6 separate regions of the Mus musculus genome follow, and regions 1, 2, 3, 4 and 6 are each linked to region 5. A link is a contact called in public HiCAR-type and promoter capture Hi-C data. All regions are on one chromosome and are shown on one strand. The core of a region is the stretch at or near the end of the contact, and the rest is flanking DNA. Distances in the headings are between cores, read along the strand shown. Region 1 holds the start of Sall1 (spalt like transcription factor 1). Region 2 holds the start of Brd7 (bromodomain containing 7). Region 3 holds the start of Tent4b (terminal nucleotidyltransferase 4B). Region 4 holds the start of Nkd1 (naked cuticle 1). Region 5 holds the start of Rbl2 (RB transcriptional corepressor like 2). Region 6 holds the start of Snx20 (sorting nexin 20).

The links. Promoter capture Hi-C pulls out the DNA fragments that hold promoters and counts their contacts. HiCAR-type assays count read pairs that join an accessible place to other places.
Region 1: a contact with region 5 is called in a HiCAR-type map of astrocytes, with 6 times the contacts expected there. The contact joins the promoter of Sall1 here to the promoter of Rbl2 in region 5. A contact is called at or near these places in 1 of 39 promoter capture datasets (cranial neural crest) and 1 of 115 datasets of contacts at active chromatin or transcription factors (astrocytes).
Region 2: a contact with region 5 is called in a promoter capture Hi-C map of hippocampal neurons, with 8 times the contacts expected there. The contact joins the promoter of Brd7 here to the promoter of Rbl2 in region 5. A contact is called at or near these places in 4 of 39 promoter capture datasets (cranial neural crest, hippocampal neurons, liver and 1 more) and 2 of 115 datasets of contacts at active chromatin or transcription factors (double positive thymocytes and large pre-B cells).
Region 3: a contact with region 5 is called in a promoter capture Hi-C map of liver, with 7 times the contacts expected there. The contact joins the promoter of Tent4b here to the promoter of Rbl2 in region 5. A contact is called at or near these places in 3 of 39 promoter capture datasets (hippocampal neurons, liver and pre-B cells) and 3 of 115 datasets of contacts at active chromatin or transcription factors (astrocytes, regulatory T cell precursor and thymic regulatory T cells).
Region 4: a promoter capture Hi-C map of pre-B cells shows a contact between it and region 5, with 5 times the contacts expected there. The contact joins the promoter of Nkd1 here to the promoter of Rbl2 in region 5. A contact is called at or near these places in 3 of 39 promoter capture datasets (cranial neural crest, hippocampal neurons and pre-B cells).
Region 6: a promoter capture Hi-C map of pre-B cells shows a contact between it and region 5, with 4 times the contacts expected there. The contact joins the promoter of Snx20 here to the promoter of Rbl2 in region 5. A contact is called at or near these places in 5 of 39 promoter capture datasets (the C10 cell line, hippocampal neurons, liver and 2 more), 3 of 484 Hi-C or Micro-C datasets (CD4 T cells, pre-B cells and regulatory T cells) and 1 of 115 datasets of contacts at active chromatin or transcription factors (bone marrow-derived dendritic cells).

Annotation. Positions count from the first base shown.
Region 1 is chr8:89,041,458-89,044,157 of GRCm38.p6, reverse strand. It overlaps Sall1 (spalt like transcription factor 1), which reads left to right and starts at 1,296. Exons shown (of 3, transcript NM_001371070.1): 1 at 1,296-1,806. The coding sequence starts at 1,731. Gm3134 (predicted gene 3134) reads right to left here. Exons shown (of 3, transcript NR_166639.1): 1 at 2,362-2,700.
Region 2 is chr8:88,360,777-88,363,603 of GRCm38.p6, reverse strand. It overlaps Brd7 (bromodomain containing 7), which reads left to right and starts at 1,432. Exons shown (of 17, transcript NM_012047.3): 1 at 1,432-1,698; 2 at 1,894-2,102. The coding sequence starts at 1,650.
Region 3 is chr8:88,198,084-88,201,148 of GRCm38.p6, reverse strand. It overlaps Tent4b (terminal nucleotidyltransferase 4B), which reads right to left and starts at 1,267. Exons shown (of 12, transcript NM_001372333.1): 1 at 647-1,267. The coding sequence starts at 1,245.
Region 4 is chr8:88,519,903-88,522,701 of GRCm38.p6, reverse strand. It overlaps Nkd1 (naked cuticle 1), which reads right to left and starts at 1,358. Exons shown (of 10, transcript NM_027280.3): 1 at 1,171-1,358; 2 at 1,023-1,055; 3 at 282-415. The coding sequence starts at 1,195. It overlaps Gm35162 (predicted gene, 35162), which reads left to right and starts at 1,581. Exons shown (of 2, transcript NR_168470.1): 1 at 1,581-1,732.
Region 5 is chr8:91,068,360-91,071,358 of GRCm38.p6, reverse strand. It overlaps Rbl2 (RB transcriptional corepressor like 2), which reads right to left and starts at 1,302. Exons shown (of 22, transcript NM_011250.4): 1 at 953-1,302. The coding sequence starts at 1,183.
Region 6 is chr8:88,634,751-88,637,566 of GRCm38.p6, reverse strand. It overlaps Snx20 (sorting nexin 20), which reads left to right and starts at 1,439. Exons shown (of 4, transcript NM_027840.3): 1 at 1,439-1,581.

The DNA.
Region 1 (2,700 bases), core at 47-2,546, 2.0 Mb after region 5:
ACCTCGGCGAGCGGAAACCCCGAGGCAGGAGGAGGTCTAAACTAAGCCGAGGACCAAGCCTCAGGTTCGCAGGCGCCCAAACCCGGAAGAGGGAGTACAGGGCCCGGATCCCTGGGTCCCGTGAGCGGGTAAGAGAGGCTGGCTCCCAGCTCTGGGAGAGAAACAGAGAGAGATGGAGAGAAAAGTTTGGGCGCCGCACGTAGCAAGTGTCGGAAAAGTGAAGGCGAGTCACGGCGTAGCTAGCAGGGCAACGAACAGGACCCCCCCTCCATGCTCACTCACTCCGGGTAGCCACCTCGTCTGCGACGAGGTGGCGGCCTCCACCCCTAGGACACGGAGCACTAGGGTCCAGGGTAGAGGCGGTGCCTAGGGTCTGGCTCCAGCAGCACCACCCAGGCCAGGGGAGCGCTGCTTAGCACAGAATTAGCTGCGCCCCTCCCCTCCCTCCCGCAGAAGCTGAACTCGGAGCTCAGGCAGGTCCTTGCTCTCCACCCGCCCGGAGCTTGGCGGCGCCACGGTGGCCGCCGCCTCCCCGCGGAGTGACGCGCCCTGCAGCCAACCGGGGCGGCCGGGGGGAGGTTCGGGAGGGGGTCCTGGGCGGAGCCGAGCCGCCCCCTTATCCCACGGGCTCGGGGCGCTTCTCCCGAAAACTTCAGCCCTAATTGTCCCGGGAATGTCCAAGGTAGAGAAAGGGAGCTAAGGAGCCAGCAAGAGGCTGGAGGGTCGCCGCTCCCAGGCAGGGAGAGGATGGGGTGGCGAGAAAACTGCCCCTCCCCCCAAGCCCCAAACCCATCACGTCCCCAAACCTTTCCTGGGTCCTCTTCTCCGCACCCCCGCGAGCCCGGGATCCTGAGAGTGGAGAACTCTGGGCGAAGGATCTCCGAGCCAGGCGGCGGGCAGGCGGGAGGGAGGCCCGGCAGCGAGCGGGAGGCGGACTGGCGTGGGGCTGGCTCTTCCCCACTCGCTTTTTTTTTTTTATGAGAGTGGGGGTGGGCTGCTTTCTGGTAGCTCTTAAAGAAAATGAAGGAACACTCACGAAATGGGGCGCCCTCTCCTACCCCGTCCCGCCACGGGACTCCCTCCCCCTCGCGGGCCAGTACGCAGCGCGGGAGTTAGGAAGTTCGCCGCTCGCCCGCAGCCTGGGTCCCCAGCCCCCGCCGCCAGCCCCACCCCCACGCGGCCCTGCTCCGCTAGGCTCCCGGGCGAGCATGCTAATTCGGGTCGGCCCAGCCCGGGATGGAGGGCGGGGGAGGGGGGAGGGGAACGAGCGGGGGGCGCCGGCCGGGGCGCTGGGCGCGCAGTGGCGAGGAGGCAGGCCCCCGGCGGCCGGGCCGCGGAGTCCCCGGCGGTCGCCAAGAGGGTTAACCAAGAGTCGGGCGGCGCGGCGCGCAGAGCCAGCCCCGCGGCCGGCTTATTGGGCCAGCGCGCGGAGAGACAGGGGTCTGCAGCAAATCACGAACTAATTGATTAAGGCGAGCGGGTTTGAATAGCGCTGGCCCGGTGCCAATCGCCTTTCAAAGAGCCCCTCTATGATTAATCGCAATGCATTATTGATAATCATAATTATAGCAGGACACATGCGCGCTGTGCCCGGGGCCGGGGAGCCGGGGAGGGGGCGGGCGGGCCGGCGGGCGGGGGGAGCCGCCGCCGCCGCCGCTCGATTTCCGTAATTTTGAGAAGATTTTTTTTTAGTAATTTTTTATTCTGCCCCAGCTGATGTTTGAGCCAGCATGTCGCGGAGGAAGCAAGCGAAGCCTCAACATTTCCAATCCGACCCCGAAGTGGCCTCGCTCCCCCGGCGAGATGGTGAGTGCTCCGGCCGGCGCCGCGGACACACAGACACGCACTCACACGCACACTCGGACCCACGCACACGCGGCGGGCCCCGCGCCCACCGCCGCTTTCGCCTTCTGCACTCGGCGCGTCTGATTTTATTTCATGCTTCCTCGATTTCAATTTGCCGGGCCAGGCTTCCCCTGTCCCGGGAGAGCCAGCCTATCCCGGCTGGAGCTTTCCGGAGTTCCGTGTCCTCGACTGGGCGGAGTAGGGTCGACTGGCCGGCTCGCTCCTCCGCCCAGAGGGTCGGAGAAGCCGCGGCCACGACCCTGCCGCCCCGAGGGGCGATCTCTCGGGCAGAGGCCATCTGGAGCTGCCCACGCGAGCTCTCTCCCGCTCCCCGCGCGCCACCCGGGTCCCCGGGCTGGGCCTCTGTCGCCTGGGCCTCACCGCCCAGCCCTGCGGCCAACGTTAAAGAAGTTTACTTCGTCCGGGTGGCTGAACGCCGAGCGCGTGGGGAGCTCTCCGTACCCACCCCCCCCCCAAACTCTCGTTCCCACTTGGCTAGCGGGCGAAACATGGTACCTTTGGGGGTTCCGAGCCGTGAGAACTGGGGGTTGGGGTGGAGGAGCGACATCCTGGGGTCGCGGCCGAGTGCTGCCGGTCGCTCTGGAGACTGACTTAGGGACAGGGAAGTGTCGCTTGGTCCGGCTTCCCAAGTTTGTTCTCCTGTCGTTTCTTTCCACACTTGCACCCATAACCCGTCAAAGTCGGGCTTGGATGTGTGCACCCCACGTATTATGGAGTCCCATCCTTCGGGACCCGTTCTGGTAAGGGTCATTAGACACTTTCTTGGGTCCCGGGTATTAGCCCGCCAGACCCCTGGAGCCAGCCGAGCAATGAAGGCAGGGTTCCGAAAGGACT
Region 2 (2,827 bases), core at 183-2,682, 2.7 Mb after region 5:
TCCTGCATCTTCTCTCCACTCTCAAGTCCACTTCTGAGTACAGTAGAAAGGATCGGTTAGATTCTTTCTTGAGGAAAAAATGAGATTTTTATAAAATGTATAGGCCACTAGAAGGCTAAAAGTGCAGTAAAGACACTTTGCACTGTGTGTACTAACTAATGAAAAGGATTGTGACTCCAGTTCAAGCCTGGATTTGAATACTGATTCTACATCTGACCCCTATCTTATTTCTTTGGGCATCCATTTCCTCCTCTATAAAATGGGAATATGAATATTACCTGCTCTTGCTATTTTGTAAAGTTGTCTCACACACACACACACAGAGAGAGAGAGAGAGAGCGTGCACTTTATTTCCCTAGACATCTCTGCACATGCAACAGTGAGCTCTATTTTTAGATAGCATGTTACTATGTAGCCCTGGCTAGTCTGGGATTCAGTCCTCCTGCCTCAACCTGAGGGCCGGGATAGGCCAGCACAGCCATGCATGCATGCACCATCACACCCAGCACAAGCAGATCTTAACGTGGCCCATCTGGGTAAGTGCCAGTAGACAAAATTGTCAGTGAGCCACTGCCCAGAAGGGCTGGGCATCCAGAGATAAGAGAACAGGAACGGCACTGATGGGGGTGAGAAGCAGACAAAACAGCAGGCAGCCTGTGCCTCCCTGGGGAGCCAATAGCTGCAACCCCACCACCTTTTCGGAGGCAAGTTCTAGCTAATTTCTAGACCCTTAGCTTCCTTTTCTTTCCAGTTACTTTAGCATATAAATTGTTTTTTAAACCACAAAGAAAAGCATAAAAGTAAAAGAATCCACCCCTATACCGTCCTGGTCACCTGAAATAAAGTAAGCAGTACTGTTTCCAGCCTTTGAATCCAGACCACACCTTCACTTCCGGTCTCACTTTTGAACAACACTGCTGCACACTTGGTGCGTTTCATTTAGTTAACATCTTGGAGGCTTTATTCTATCATGAACAAGCCTTTGTTTTTGTTTTGTTTTGGTTTTTTTCTGTATGCATTTATTTATTTGTGCAAGAATATATATAAATGTAAACATTAGAGGACAACTTTCAGGAGTCGATTCTCTCCTTCATGTGGAACCTGGAGAGCGAACGGAGATCGTTAGGCTTGGCAGGACCCATATTCTTGGGTCTGCCCGATCCTGTACAGATGGAGTTCAATAATATTGCTAAAGACAAGAAACAAAAGCCAAGGAAAGTTAAAAGGATTCAGGAAAGCAGGGAAGAGCGTCGGGGATGGAAAAAGAAAGTCAAGACAGGCCCCGCCTCTGAGCCCGCCCCCCAGCCGCAGCCCCGCCCTCCACCACAGGCTGCAGCGCCGCCTCCGGCCGCCAGGGGCCGCCACGCGCCGCAGACCGCATCCCGTCCGCTCGGCGGCCTCTCTTTCCCGCTGGTTTGCCGGCCTCTCGCCCTCTCGCCACTGGTGTCGCGCTTCGGTCGCGTCCCGCGCGTGGTTTTTTTTTTTTCTCGTGAGGGACCTCGCGCCGCCGGGCGCGTGCCGTCCCCCTGCCTCGCGGCGCGGGCTCTCGCGGGCCCCGCTCCCGCCCTCCGCTCGCCTGGCCCGGACCGGAAGCGGCGCCGCACGGCCTGGGCCTGGCGCGGGGGGCGGGCTCTGGGGCCCGGTCGGACATGGGCAAGAAGCACAAGAAGCACAAGTCGGACCGCCACTTCTACGAGGGTGAGGAGCGGCTGGCCTGCCTGCGGAGCCGCGCCGTCCCCTGCCCGCAAGGCCCCGACCCGCGGAGATCGCCCCCGGCGGGGCGGCGTTCGACTCGGGCCTGCCGGTCCCGGCGGGGGTTCGTGGGGCGCTGGGAGGTGGGGCGCCCGCCCTCGGCCGGCCCCGGCTCAGCCCCGCGTCCTGCTCTTGTTTCAGAGTACGTGGAGAAGCCCCTGAAGCTGGTCCTCAAAGTCGGGGGGAGCGAGGTCACCGAGCTCTCCACGGGCAGCTCCGGGCACGACTCCAGCCTCTTCGAAGACAGAAGCGACCATGACAAACACAAGGACAGAAAACGGAAAAAGAGGAAGAAAGGCGAGAAGCAGGCTCCGGGGGAAGAGAAGGGGAGAAAACGGAGAAGAGTCAAGGTAAAGGGGGCTTTGTTGCTTATGGCCCCGGGCTCCAGTTCCCAGCCTCCTTAGCCTGTTCCAGTGCGACACCCAGACGTCTGGGAAGTCTGGCTTTGTGGAGGAGTGAGACAGACCAGAAGCCTGGGTCACCTGGGCGCTCAGCAAGTCTTGTCCCAAGTGTCCTCTCGAGCACCCGTGCTGTCCCCACACATCCTGTAAGCAGCCGAGTCCTGGTCTTCCGTGACTCCTTCAAAGGCTGTTTTTTTTATAATTGTCTTGGAAGGGTGAGAAGTCACTCACCGGAAAGCCTGGGAGGTTTGTCAAACGTAGCTGTTCTTCAGAAGTGAAGGCGATCTACAGGTGTCCCAAGTGTTCTCCTGAAATAAGTTATTTTAATGACAAATGGAGCTGGCGCGGCGTGATGGCACGTGCCTGTGATCTCAGCGCGCAGGAGACTGCGGCCAACCTGTGCTGCTTAATACAAAATAAGCAACCGTTTTCATTAACTAGAAAAGAGTAAGTAGCTAATGTCTTGATTTGCCAGGTAGGTTGAATAGTGCGGGTTAACTTTCTTCTCAAAGGTGAGTCCACCCATATCTGGAATTGCCCTAGAATTCTGCCCTTCCAAAATGTTAGCTGCCTGCCCTCAAGTGCTTACTAAAATGCGTTAGTACTTTTTGAAAGTCATCCTTTCTGAGGCTTAGTTTTAGAGTTTTTCTTTGCTTTATACAGTCATTGATGAG
Region 3 (3,065 bases), core at 18-2,517, 2.9 Mb after region 5:
ACTCAGTGCTTTCTGCTCACGACAGACATGGCAAACACTGGCTTTTTTTTTTTTTTTCCTTAAGTAAATATAAAAGATGGGCCAAAGGATCAAGAGCAGGCAGTGTCTTTCAGGGCTGAGGAGATTTTCGTCGTGGACTGGGGGAGGGGAAGGAGCATTCTGGATGTTTCTATTCTTGGCAAGAAGAGCACCTCCTGGTCCTAACATCTAAAGACGCTAAGGCAGAAACGTTCTCAGGAAGTTAACTAGCCCGATGCTAAGGGGCTTCATCTTGGGGTGTGGTGGTGGGGAGCAAGGTGTGGAGGACAGAAAGGGATCAGAGGGCAGGCTGAATTCTAGAGCATAGAAAGATCCAGGAGAAGGACAAGCAAGAATGCATCGGGAAGGTGTGGACAGTTAGGAGAGGAGGAAGGTAGAGATGACTACGAAAAGGAGAGGATAGCTCCACTTTTTCCAAAGGAATTCCAAAGAAAGGTCCACCGAGACTGGTCAAGCTATGAAGGAATGAATGGCCACCGATGCTCTGGAGGCCCCACTGGGGCTCCCCATCCCCCACCCATCATCCCCCCCTCCCGCCTGTGGGCGTGTTCCCCGCTGTGCGGGTGTGCCGACCCTCCAAGACGCAGGCCACGACGCCAGCACTCACCCCACGACTCCCTGGTTGTAGTTCCGTCGCTTCCACGGGGTCCCGCTGTACACGCCCCCGCCGCCGTCCGCCCGTCCGCCTCCGGCCGCGCGCCCTCCGCTGGGCTGCAGCAGGCTGTAGTTGAGTCCGTAGGTGCTGGCCTTGTTGTCACGTTTCCTCTTGTTGCTGCTGCCCGAGGCCGGGTCGGTAGACTCGGAGGCGGGGAGTGCGGCCGCCGGTCGCGGGGACGAGGGAGCCGATGGGACCGGCGACGCCGAGGGGCCCGCCGATGCCCGCCGTGCCCAGGCCGCCGGCTGGTGGTGATTGTTGTTGTTGTTGGTCGTCTCCAGGGGCAGGAAGTCCCGCTGCTCCGCGGGCACGGCGAGGCCGCCCAGTGGGCGCTCCCCCGAGCGGAACATGCCGGCCGGGGCCGGGGCCGTGCCGCCGGGGCTGCCGGGGCCGCTGCCGCTCCCGCCGCTCGCGCTGCTCGCGCCGCTGCTGTGACAGTGGTGGTTGAAGTAGAGGTTCCTCAGCCCCTGGGTCGTCTCCCAGATCTGCATCCACAGACTATTGGACGGTCCGAGCTGCTCTGGCTGGAACCAGGCGATCCTCGGATCCATCAAACGGCGGCGGCCGCTGCCCCCGCCCCTCCCGGCCGCCCGCAGGGCCGCCGCCGCCGCCGCTGCCTCAGGCGCACGCCCGCCCTCGGCCGCCGCCGCCGCTGCCACCCGGGTTCCGCCACGGGCGGCGCGGTAGCGCAGGGAGCCTGGCCGGCGCCGGCGGCGTCGCTCCCGCCCTCGGGGCTCGCAGGCCCTCCCCCCTCCCTCCGCCCCTCCGCCGAGCCCCTGTCACCGGGGTTCCCGTGCAAATGGCGGCGGCGGATCCCGAGAAGGGCGAGCGGCGGCGGCGGTGGTGGCGGCGGCGGCAGCAGCAGCGGCGGCGGCGGCGGCAGCGGCGGCGGCAGCGGGACGCGCCTGCTCCGTAGCGTCCGTGCTGCTCGGCCCCGGGGCGGGGCCTCCGCCGGCTCCGCCCCTCGCTCCGCTCCGCCTGCCCCGCCGCCGCGCTCGCCCCGCCCCGTCCCTGCTGCCAGCCGTCCGCGGGTTCCCCGAGGCCGCACCGCGCGTCACAGAGGCCGCGGCAGGCTGCAGGCAGCGGGGCCGCAACCGCCTGGTCAACCGTCCCGCGCTAGCTTAGCTGGGGTCGCACGTACCTGGGCCTCCGGGCACCTCGGACGCGCGCGCCGCCGCAGGACTCTGTTGCCGCTCAAGCGCCGCCGAGGCACACGAGGCGGCTGCCGACTCCGCGGAAAGTGACTGGTTTGCGCCGCCCACCCCGCTCCGGACCGCCGGCTCCGCCCCTCGGTCCCGGCGCGGCCCCGGGGCTCCTGGCCGCGCGCCGCGCGAGCACGAGAAGGGCGGGCTTCCGCTCAAGGGCCGGGTTAGCACGCGGCTGCACGCGCATCTCGGTTCCGGAGCGGTCTCAGCGGCCTCTGGGTCGCGAGTGCTGGCACCGCTGCCCGGCTGGAGGGCCACACAGCGCGGCTGTTCCAAGGTGCACTTACGAGCTCAAAGCCCCTCAACTTTCATAACTAAGAATACTCGAAGCCTTTTAAACCTAAAATCACACTACCGTTGCGGTTAATGATCGTTTTTCATAGAATGCCCATTTGTGTAGCTTTCTTCTGGCGCGAAAAATAACCAAAAAGGGGGCAGGGGGTGGTTGTCAGTAATTAACATTATCCAGAAGACTAGAACACTTACTGTGCGCATGCTTCAAGCTCGCTGCAAATTCCAGAACCGAGTCCCTGACTGACACTTGAGTTTTGGCTCTGTGCCCAGTTCAATATCCTGGAAAGTTTGGGGTGGTGGTGATTGGTTTTGTTTATTTACTTATTTTGCAAAGGATTAAAAATCTGTTTGTCACAGAATGAATCATTGCTCTACGTTTTTTCTTAGGGGGAAAAAAAAAAAAAGAATACAATGACCACTGGCTGAGCTAATTGTAACTCTATTAGAGTGCTTGCTTAGCACACGAAATGCCCTGAGGTTGGTGCCAGACCCTCAGCAGGAAAGGAGAATCTCCGATTCATGGCCATCCATAGCTACATAACAACTTGAGACTCAAGCCCTCCTTTTCCGGACGGGGACACACACACACACACACACACACACACACACATGAAAGTGAAGACACACTATTAAATGTTTCCATTTCTTCCCCAAGTCTCTGTACAATACATGTCAAAATACAAGACATTCAGTTATTTTGCACTTTTCTGCAAATGTCATGTTATAAGTCACTGCCATTGGTATTTTTTTACATTTTTGTATATTTAATTTTTTTTCCATTACAATAGTACCTTAACAAAAGTTATTTGTTGTATGTGAGCTATTTTTTTTTCTTTCAGCAAATGTGAAGAACTACTAGAGGCTAGCAAAAA
Region 4 (2,799 bases), core at 109-2,608, 2.5 Mb after region 5:
TCCCCACCCCACTGGACCTGTATCATCGCCTCCCTGGCACTTCCTCCCCAAGCAACCCTCTGTGCCCAGCTGGGCAGGAGACTGGTGCCCACTTGATCGACAAGGGTCCTCCAAAGCATAGGGCACAAGTAGGGCTAGTGGGGCACACAGTGGCTGAGAAGGGATTTTTGGACTTAGAACAATGTGCAAGCGGGATGCTAAAAGTTGGAGTAGGGGGAGATCCTCAGACTCTCCCCAAGGCTAAAAGGGGTGAAAGGATGGAACGGAGTGGGGGGCCATACCCGAGTGCCTCGACCAACAGTGCCTGCCAATCTCAGCTGACGGGGTCCTGAGACGCTGCCTGGACAGCGCTGCCTCCCGATCCACTCCTCGATGCCTTTCCTTGCCCAAGCAGCGCTTACAGCAAAGCTGTCACCTGAGGCGGGAAGAACACGAAGACATTGAGTCTGGGCCCCCCCGGCTGGCAAAAAGTTACCAGAGAGTGAAGGGAAGGAGACAAGGCGGCACAGCCCGGAGAGTAAAGACTTGGCAAGAGGGTCAAGCACCAGACGGAGCAGAATCCAAAAGAGCGAAATAGCCAAGGAAGGGGGCTCGGCGAGATCCTAAGTGCTAGGAGGATTCAGAGGGTGAAAGGGAGGAGGCAATATACCCTGACTGAAGGAGTTCGGGGATCAGAGAGGAAGGAGCGCGGGAGGCAGGGATTGCGAAGGAGAGAGATGAGGGTCAGCAGAGAGGGTGCAGTGAGACCAGAGACCAAGTTCTCCGGAGTAGGGGCTGGCGACTAGAGGAAGGCGCAAGATCTTGGGGAGCTGAAGGGAAGACGCCGCCGCCAAAGTGGAGGGGGTTAGGGTCAGCAGTGGGAGCACCGGGCTGTGGGGAACGGGTAGGAGGGACAGAGGGGCCCCAAAGAGCGCTCCCGGGGCGGGGCTGGGGGCTGAGGCAACCCTGGTAATGAGATCCAGCGGCAGGGCGGTCCGCGCCGCCTCCCTCGCGCCCCCCGGGCTGGTGGCCCGCACGCCTACCTTCCGGGCTCTCCCTGCGCTTGCACACGGCGGCTGCGGGCACATCGCGCGCGGCGGCGGCGGCGGGAGCCGGAAAGAAAGGAGAGGGAGAGTTAGCACCGGCGAGAGGACGCGGGGCCGCGGCCGGCGCGCAGGCGAGGACACTGACCCGGCTTCGAGTGAAGTTTCCCCATGCTGGGGCGCGGCGGCGGAGCGTCCTAAGCCATGCGTCCGGCCGCCGACCCCGCGCCAGCCTCGCTCGCCTCCTCCTCACAGTCCGCGCGCCGAGCGCAGCCTTAGGCGGCGCCGGGACGCGCTCCTGCCGCCGTCGCCGCGGCCGGACTGACGCCCGGGCGCGCCGAGCCCCCTGCCCGCCGCCGCGGCCCCGCGCCTCCCTGAGCGCCCATTGGCCGGCAGCGGCCCATCAAAGGCGAGGCGGACGCGGCGGGGCGGGTAGAGGCGGGGCCTGCGGGTAGGGGCTGGCCGATGGGCGGGACCACAGAGGGCGTGGCCTGTGGGCGGGGAGGGGTGGAGCCTCGATGGGGAGGGGCTTTGGGTGTGCTGGGCCCCAAGCCCCCCGTGCGAACCTCGGGGCCTGAGTCGGGACCGGGCGGAGGCTTTGGCCGCTGGGTGGTGGAACAGCGCTGCCCTCGCTGGTGACACTGAGACTTCCCTCTTCTCTGCATTTCCTCGAAGCTGCCAGAGTGGGACTGGATGGCTCGAGTTCACAGGTGGGGAAACTGAGGTTATAACTGGCGACCTCAGATGCCCTAGCATACGTGTCTACTGCTCTCCCATGGTGCTGTCCCTTCCCAGACTTACAGTGCTCAATCCCTGTTTTCAGCTGCCTGCCCTTTTCTTTGACTACTCTGGGTTTTGGGTTTGTTTGATTTTGTTTTTTGGGTTTTTCTTTTTTTTTTTTTTTTCCCATTTGGGAGTCCAGTAGAAATCAACTGGACACCTTGCTGGCTAGAGGGAGTTCAGGCCCACTCCTGTTAACAACAAGTGTACAGGAACCCCGAGCTGTCCCCTTGTCACTCGCAACTCTTCTTCGCCCATGGGCTCCTGAGTGCCCAACTGGGATCGGGGCGAGCTGCCAAGCTATGAGGCCAGGAGCGGTGAACCGCCGGATCTTTGATCTTTCTTAGTTTCCGTTTCCCCCTTCCCCCCTGCAGTTCTGCAGACCCCAAGGGCCTGTTTGTTTTGTCTGGGGAGGTCTCTGCAAAGGGGAAGGCGACTTAAAGGCTTCCACTATATACCTTTGTGGTCCTTAGAAGGACGTTCTCTGCTGTCCCCGCGCTAAGCTTATCCTGGTATCTGAGCCTGGGCATGGGAAAGAACCAGTTCTGCTCTTAGAGCTAGACTCACTGCTTCAGCCTCAGTTTTATGATCTGTACAATGGAGACTTAGTTCTCCTCATTTTTTTAAAACCTGCTCCCCTGTGCTGCGATACTCAATATAAACAGGTGACCTACAGTGGTTGGTCGTTTTTAGACTTACAAGTAAGCACTTTGTGGGAAGGGATCTGGGAGTCAATCCCAGAGCACTGCTTTGACAAGCCGGTGCTAGGCAAGCAAACACTGTGATTGAGCTATGTCCTGAGCCCTAGGCGCTACAATTTTTAAAAAGTTAAACAGGTGTGTCATCCAGATGGCTCAGCTGCTAAAGTTGCTTGCCACCAAGCCTGAGGATCTGAGTTCCATCCCCAGAGACCACATGGTGAAAGGAATGGCCAACCTGCTACAAAATTATCCCCTACACACACACCTCCACCAAAAAAAAAAAAAAAAAAAGTAAG
Region 5 (2,999 bases), core at 53-2,552:
AAGTCTCTGCTATGTTATAATACTCATTCTTGCTAATTTACAGCGTCATCTCTAAGGTGAAGTAAGAATTCGTTTGGGAGTATTTGTGTCCTTCAAACCAGAAGTTCTCCTCTTTGCCTGGCTATCGGAAACACTGGGTAAGGAAGGCGGCTACGGTCTCTTCAGCCAGACTGCTTCAGTCTAGGAAATTTTCTGCACACATACACACATTGCTTTAGTTAAGCTTTAGGTAAGCACTTTGAAGTGGGCACAAGTAACAAAACTGCTCACACAACATAACTGAGTTTCACTGTGGTTAAAAACTTGTCCAGAGTCACTCAGACACAGGTCTAAAGCTGCCATGTTTCTTTTTTTTGTGAGTGTAACAAATGGAGAGAGGGGAATTCGATGTGTGTCGATTTTTAAAAAAATAGAAATAAACCGACTCAGAAGAATGGCACAAGTACATCCATATCATAGTTAAATAACACCTTGCTTAGCCTTCGGGTCGGGGGCCTCTTTGCTCTGCTACTTCGATAAGCTTCCATATATAAAATCAAAGGGTCATACGCACAGGCAGCTGAAAAACAATCCGGACTTCCGTGTCACTTCCCATTGGCCCATACAGGGGAGGTGCCTGCAGAGTTGACAGGCACTAGCCCGAATAGCCATTTTCGTCAACTGCAAAGCCCCGTCCCAAGAACGGAACATAACAAGCCTACACCTGGATGACAGCCAAAAAGAGTGCCCAAGTTCAGCAACAAATGTTGTGTGTCTACACCCGCTTTTCATCTGCCCGGGGGGTGGGGGACAATAAATCCTAAGCCATTCTCACACGTAAGCAAGCCTGAAACTTAATGAGTTTCCTCTGACGGCCGCAAAGCCAGGGGGAGGCAATGGTGCGGGGCAAACGACCAAGTGATCCTAGGGCCACCCCGAGTCCCCGATCTCCACGGAGGATCTGAGCACGCACCTCCAGCGTGTAGCTCTCGCTCATGCTGCGGTAGCTGCTCCAGGCCTCGGCGCGCGCCGCCTCGTCCATGTTGAGGCGGCTGCACAGCTCCTCGAACCGCTGCTGGATCTGATGGCTCGGGGACCCCGCGGGCTGCGCGCGATCCGCGGCGTCGCCATCCTCCTCCTCTTCCTCCGAGCTGGCTGCAGCAGCTGGAGGAGGCGGTGGCGACTGGTTGCCTCCAGATGCCATGGCGCACCCCGAGGCCGCGGCTCTTCAGATGCGCTCAGGGCCCGGGCCCGCAGCCATTCAAACCGCGAAGCGCCGGCCCGTCAGCAGCCTGTCCTGCTACTGTGCCGCCCCCAAAGTTCCTCAGTCCCATGCGGGCACCCGTAGGTCTGAGCACGGCCTGCTGGGAAATGTAGTCTCGGCCGGGATCTCAGGGAGACCAAAAGTCATGGAAGAAGAAAGCAAAAAACGAGCTGTGCATCATTTAGGGGTGAATGGACACGTCCTCTACCGTTTTAAAAAGCATCTCTCAATAGTGAGACCATTCAGAAGGCTCGTTTGAAGAGAAAAAGACCAAGAAATATCGACAGGATTTAGTATATAAGCCCTTTACACACATCCTCACCTAGAGGTCCTCAGATAGTAAAGCTAAAAGGTCCAAAGTAAAGATAATAGTTTGCCTGCCCTTTCTAGTCTCTGTTGCTGAGATAAACACGGACTGTAACCAACTCGGAGAGGAAAGGGCTTATTTCATTTTAGTCTTTACAGTTCATCATTGACGGAGGTTAAAGCAGGACGCTGCTTACTGACTTAGCTCCCCGTTGCTTTATCAGCTACTTTCTTAATACAACGCCACCCCCGCGGCCGCCACCTCCCTAGGCAAGACCCACAGGTCAATCCAACAGAGAGGATTCCTCAAGTGACACTCCTATGTCAACGCTATCAATGGCAAAGGTATATTGAGCTAAGAATTGATCTCACTTCACCAAACAAAAACAAAATAAAAAACCCTCAACCCTCAACCCTCAATCACACAAATAATCATGAATGTGTTTTCAAGAATAACTTAAAATGTATATTAGCTATCACATAACTGCTCCTAGATACGGCTAAAGTTTCTTACAGATAAAAGGAAGAGCGTAGAGCAGGGACATCTGAGTGAGTCCAGAGTGGACATGACCCTGAGCCACCTGAGGGAGGAGAGTGCGGGGAGGGGGCGCGGGAGGTGAAGGGAGAGAGGGGAGAGAGGGGAACCAGGTGCAGCAGCTAGAAGGCCCAAAGGTACACCGAGCTAGAAACTAAAATGTCTGGATTATATAGGAAAGCACAGCCCACCCCTTGAGCTGGAGAGTTTTGGGTAGGGGGCTGGCTATGGTAACAGGTAGAGGTTGAGGGCTACCAGGAGAACAGAGCAGCCAGGTCCTCTTTGATATGTTAAATAGGCACCTCAGCCTTTTGTCCCCGGGCTTGAAACTTTCCTATATTTATGATTTGAGGTGTTAAAGCTACCGAATCTCTAACTAAGCTTAGATATGAAGGGAATTTCAAAGAATTTGCTCACGGAAAAGAAACTTTTAAGGCACATTGCATGGGCTTAAGTGGTGAAGAGAATCTAGTGGAGATAAACACATTGATTGAAAAGGGCTGGGGAGATTCTCAGTGGCAAAAAAAAAATCCCTCACCTGAGATCAACCTGTATAACTCACATGTGTTGCGGGAGCAGGTGTTAAAAGCCAGGAATGGAGGGTTGGCTTGTAATCTCAGCAGCGGGGGGTGGGGTGGGGGGGGCGTGGAGGTGTGTGGGGAGGTGGAGGGGTGGGGGGGGGTGGAGGGGGGCGGGGGGGGGGGAGAACATAAGCTGGTGGAGTCCTGAGGAGAGTCTCACTTGCTGGCCAGTGAGAGGCAGGATCTGAAAAAGAGAGGGGCCTGGGAAATAACACTTGAGGCTGTTCTATGGCTTCTACACACAGTGTGCACAGGCTTGAAGACACACACCAATGTATTCAAACAAATGCACACGTGCGCAAACAATACTGACCAAAAAGATACTTAGTTCTAG
Region 6 (2,816 bases), core at 190-2,689, 2.4 Mb after region 5:
ACTAGGCCCTCTGCCAGGCAACACGAGGCAGAGGCAAATGAGATCCGGCCCTTGCAGCTGGGACTGGCTAGCCAGAGGCACGCCATGCACAGTAGTTCTCTCAAGCTCTTGCCAAAACCAAATTCTTATGGATATGTGTGTTCTTGGTATGATAGTGATGGTGGTGCAGAGAGGCAGGATGTTGTACAGAGTCCTGAGCAGAAAGGCAAACGATGAGGATTTTAGTATGCCCTCAGTTGCCAGCCTCACACGCTCAGCATGACACCATTAAGTGTTCTGTACACCTTGACTCATCATAAGCTTCCTGAGGGCCTGTGGGGTTGAAGCAGATGCAAATGAGGGCGAAACCTCTGTGACAGTGAAAAGCAAGATTGATTTAGTTGAGCATGGTAGACAGCATCTATTCATCACAAGATCCTTTCAGTGCAAATGTGAGCCTCGGGAGGAAAAAGAGATTAAGAAGCACATGTACCCAAAGGAACCCTCTCGGCCTATCTTCAGCCATTAACGCAATTCGATAAAAGACAAAGAAGGCAATGGACTCCAACGGAGAAGAGATGGGTGGGAAATAAGCCTGTAAAATGTCTACCATAATTATCCTTTGTGGGACCCAGTGTTGTAAGCTATGAGGTGACACCCCTGCCCACACTGTAGAATGGCTTCAAGAAGTATTAGCCATGCCAAGGGTAGAGAAGGTACAGCCTGGCTCATTCACAGCCAGGGGAGTGCAAGATGTCCACCTGGGCCGTACCCTAGCCTATCCCATGACCTTTCTGTGTCAGGCACTGGCTCCGCATCCCACCAGCTCCATGCACCAAACCTCAGTTCTCCAGCTTGTCAACAGAACACGAAGGGCCCCATTATGCCTAGCTCATAGCTAGGATAATAACTATTAAAAGAATGTATCCCCAAATCCTCATGTTAGACTGAGATCCCTAACATAATGGGTTTGGGAGGTAGGGTCTTCTGAGAGTTGACTGTCATAAGGACAGTCTTCATAAAGGGATTTATGCTGTAACTGTGAAACTGGGGTGCATAAGGTAAGCTTTCTCTTGTCTGTCCACCTCCTACCATGGCATGTCACATGCGGCAGGACAGCCCTCACAGACACTACCAGTGTGCTCTTGCATGTTCCGGATCCAGAGCTATAAACTAAATAAACTTTCGTGTGTGTGATTTTTTTTCCTTCAGTTTATCGTCTTCTGTCATTGCCACAGAAAAGGACTAAAACAAAGGACTTTGAAATGAATTCTCCAAATGCCAGCTATCGTTCGGGTGTCTAATACGTATCAAGCTGCTTAAAGCTGCTGTGAAGTTAAACTGTCCTCCTGTTGGTGGCCTTGACCCACGTGGCCTGTATGATGTACTGCAGATATTTGTCTAGGAGGTTCAATGTACATCTTTCAGCAACCAATAAGCTGGGGCCCCTGAAGGAGATCACTCAGCCCATTTCCTGTTTTCAAAAGGAGAACTCAGGATTGCGGCAGACATTCAGCCATCTAGTTGGACCTTGCAAAAAGAGATCGGACTGGGGCATGTGACTCTCCTGGACCCCGAACCCACAAAGCCTGAAGATCCCAGGTCAGTCAGTGTTTGACCCCAAGCGTAGCTGGCTTCTGCGCCCTGAGACCCAGTGATGTCCTTGAGAGGCCCTCTAGGAACTCCCTGGGTACTGGTTAGGAGGGACCAAGGGTGGTGAGAGTATGGGCTGTCCTTAGAAACTGGGGCCAAACCCACCTCCAACCTCTAAGCCTGACTCCTTTTGCAATGCCAGGCACTGGTCCTGTTCCTGGGAACAAGTCCAGGCTTGTATTTCTCAAAGGGTGGACCCTGTAGCCGAGTAAGAATCCGGAGCCCACCCCAGCTCTGTCTGGGTGTTGTGGGGTAGGCAGCCTGCTTGCCTTAGAGCTCCTAACACTTCCTCTCCCCAGTCCCAGTGGGGATTCTGATGTGCACACCCAACTGAGAGCGCTTCCAGCGGCAAGCTCCACAGAGAAGCACCCAGGGGTCCCATGGTGCTCAGGGCAGGTGGAGCCTTGGCTGGCCCTTCAATGGAGACCTGAGGAGGCTGCCCTACAAAGAAAGGAGACTTAAACTCAAACTCCCGCAGCCAGGGCTGCCGCTCCCTGTCCTTCCTTTCCTTCCTTCCTCCTCCTCTTTGAATGGGTGCCTCTCAGTTCTTCTGTCTTATGGGCAAGGGCTTTTACTATATTCTACCAGATTTTCATTAGCCACCCCCCACAACCTTCCCCCTGCCCCCGAGAAAGGTGGCCTCGGCTCTACAAGTGGCCCTGTGTATGAAGGAGGAGGACTGAAGAGGGCAGGGCCCCTTGAAGTGGGGAACAAGAGCCAAGGCTCCCGGAAAATGAAGATTGTCATGCACAGAAGATAGTAAGGGGTGGAGGGGTGGGAGCCTGCGACTCTGCTCTGTCCTCTGGGCCAAGTCCAGTCCCAACATCTGCAGTGCTTTGTTCTGATGGCTAGAAATCTTTCCCACTGAGGGTGTGGAGTGATAAGGCAGCCCTCAGAACCCTCTGTCCCCAAGGAGCTTAGCAGCTGGGCGTAGTGGCGCAGGCCTTTGATCCCAGCACTTGGGAGGCAGAGGCAGGCAGATTTCTGAGTTCGAGGCCAGCCTGGTCTACAGAGTGAGTTCCAGGACAGCCAGGGCTATACAGAGAAACTCTGTCTCAAAAAACTAAAAAAACAAAAAACCAAGGAGCTTAGCAAAAGGATCAATTGCCCACAGGGGGAAACTGAGGCTTGGATGTGTTTGGGAAACTGTCAACATATCATCTTTATCTACTTGTCTTTAAATG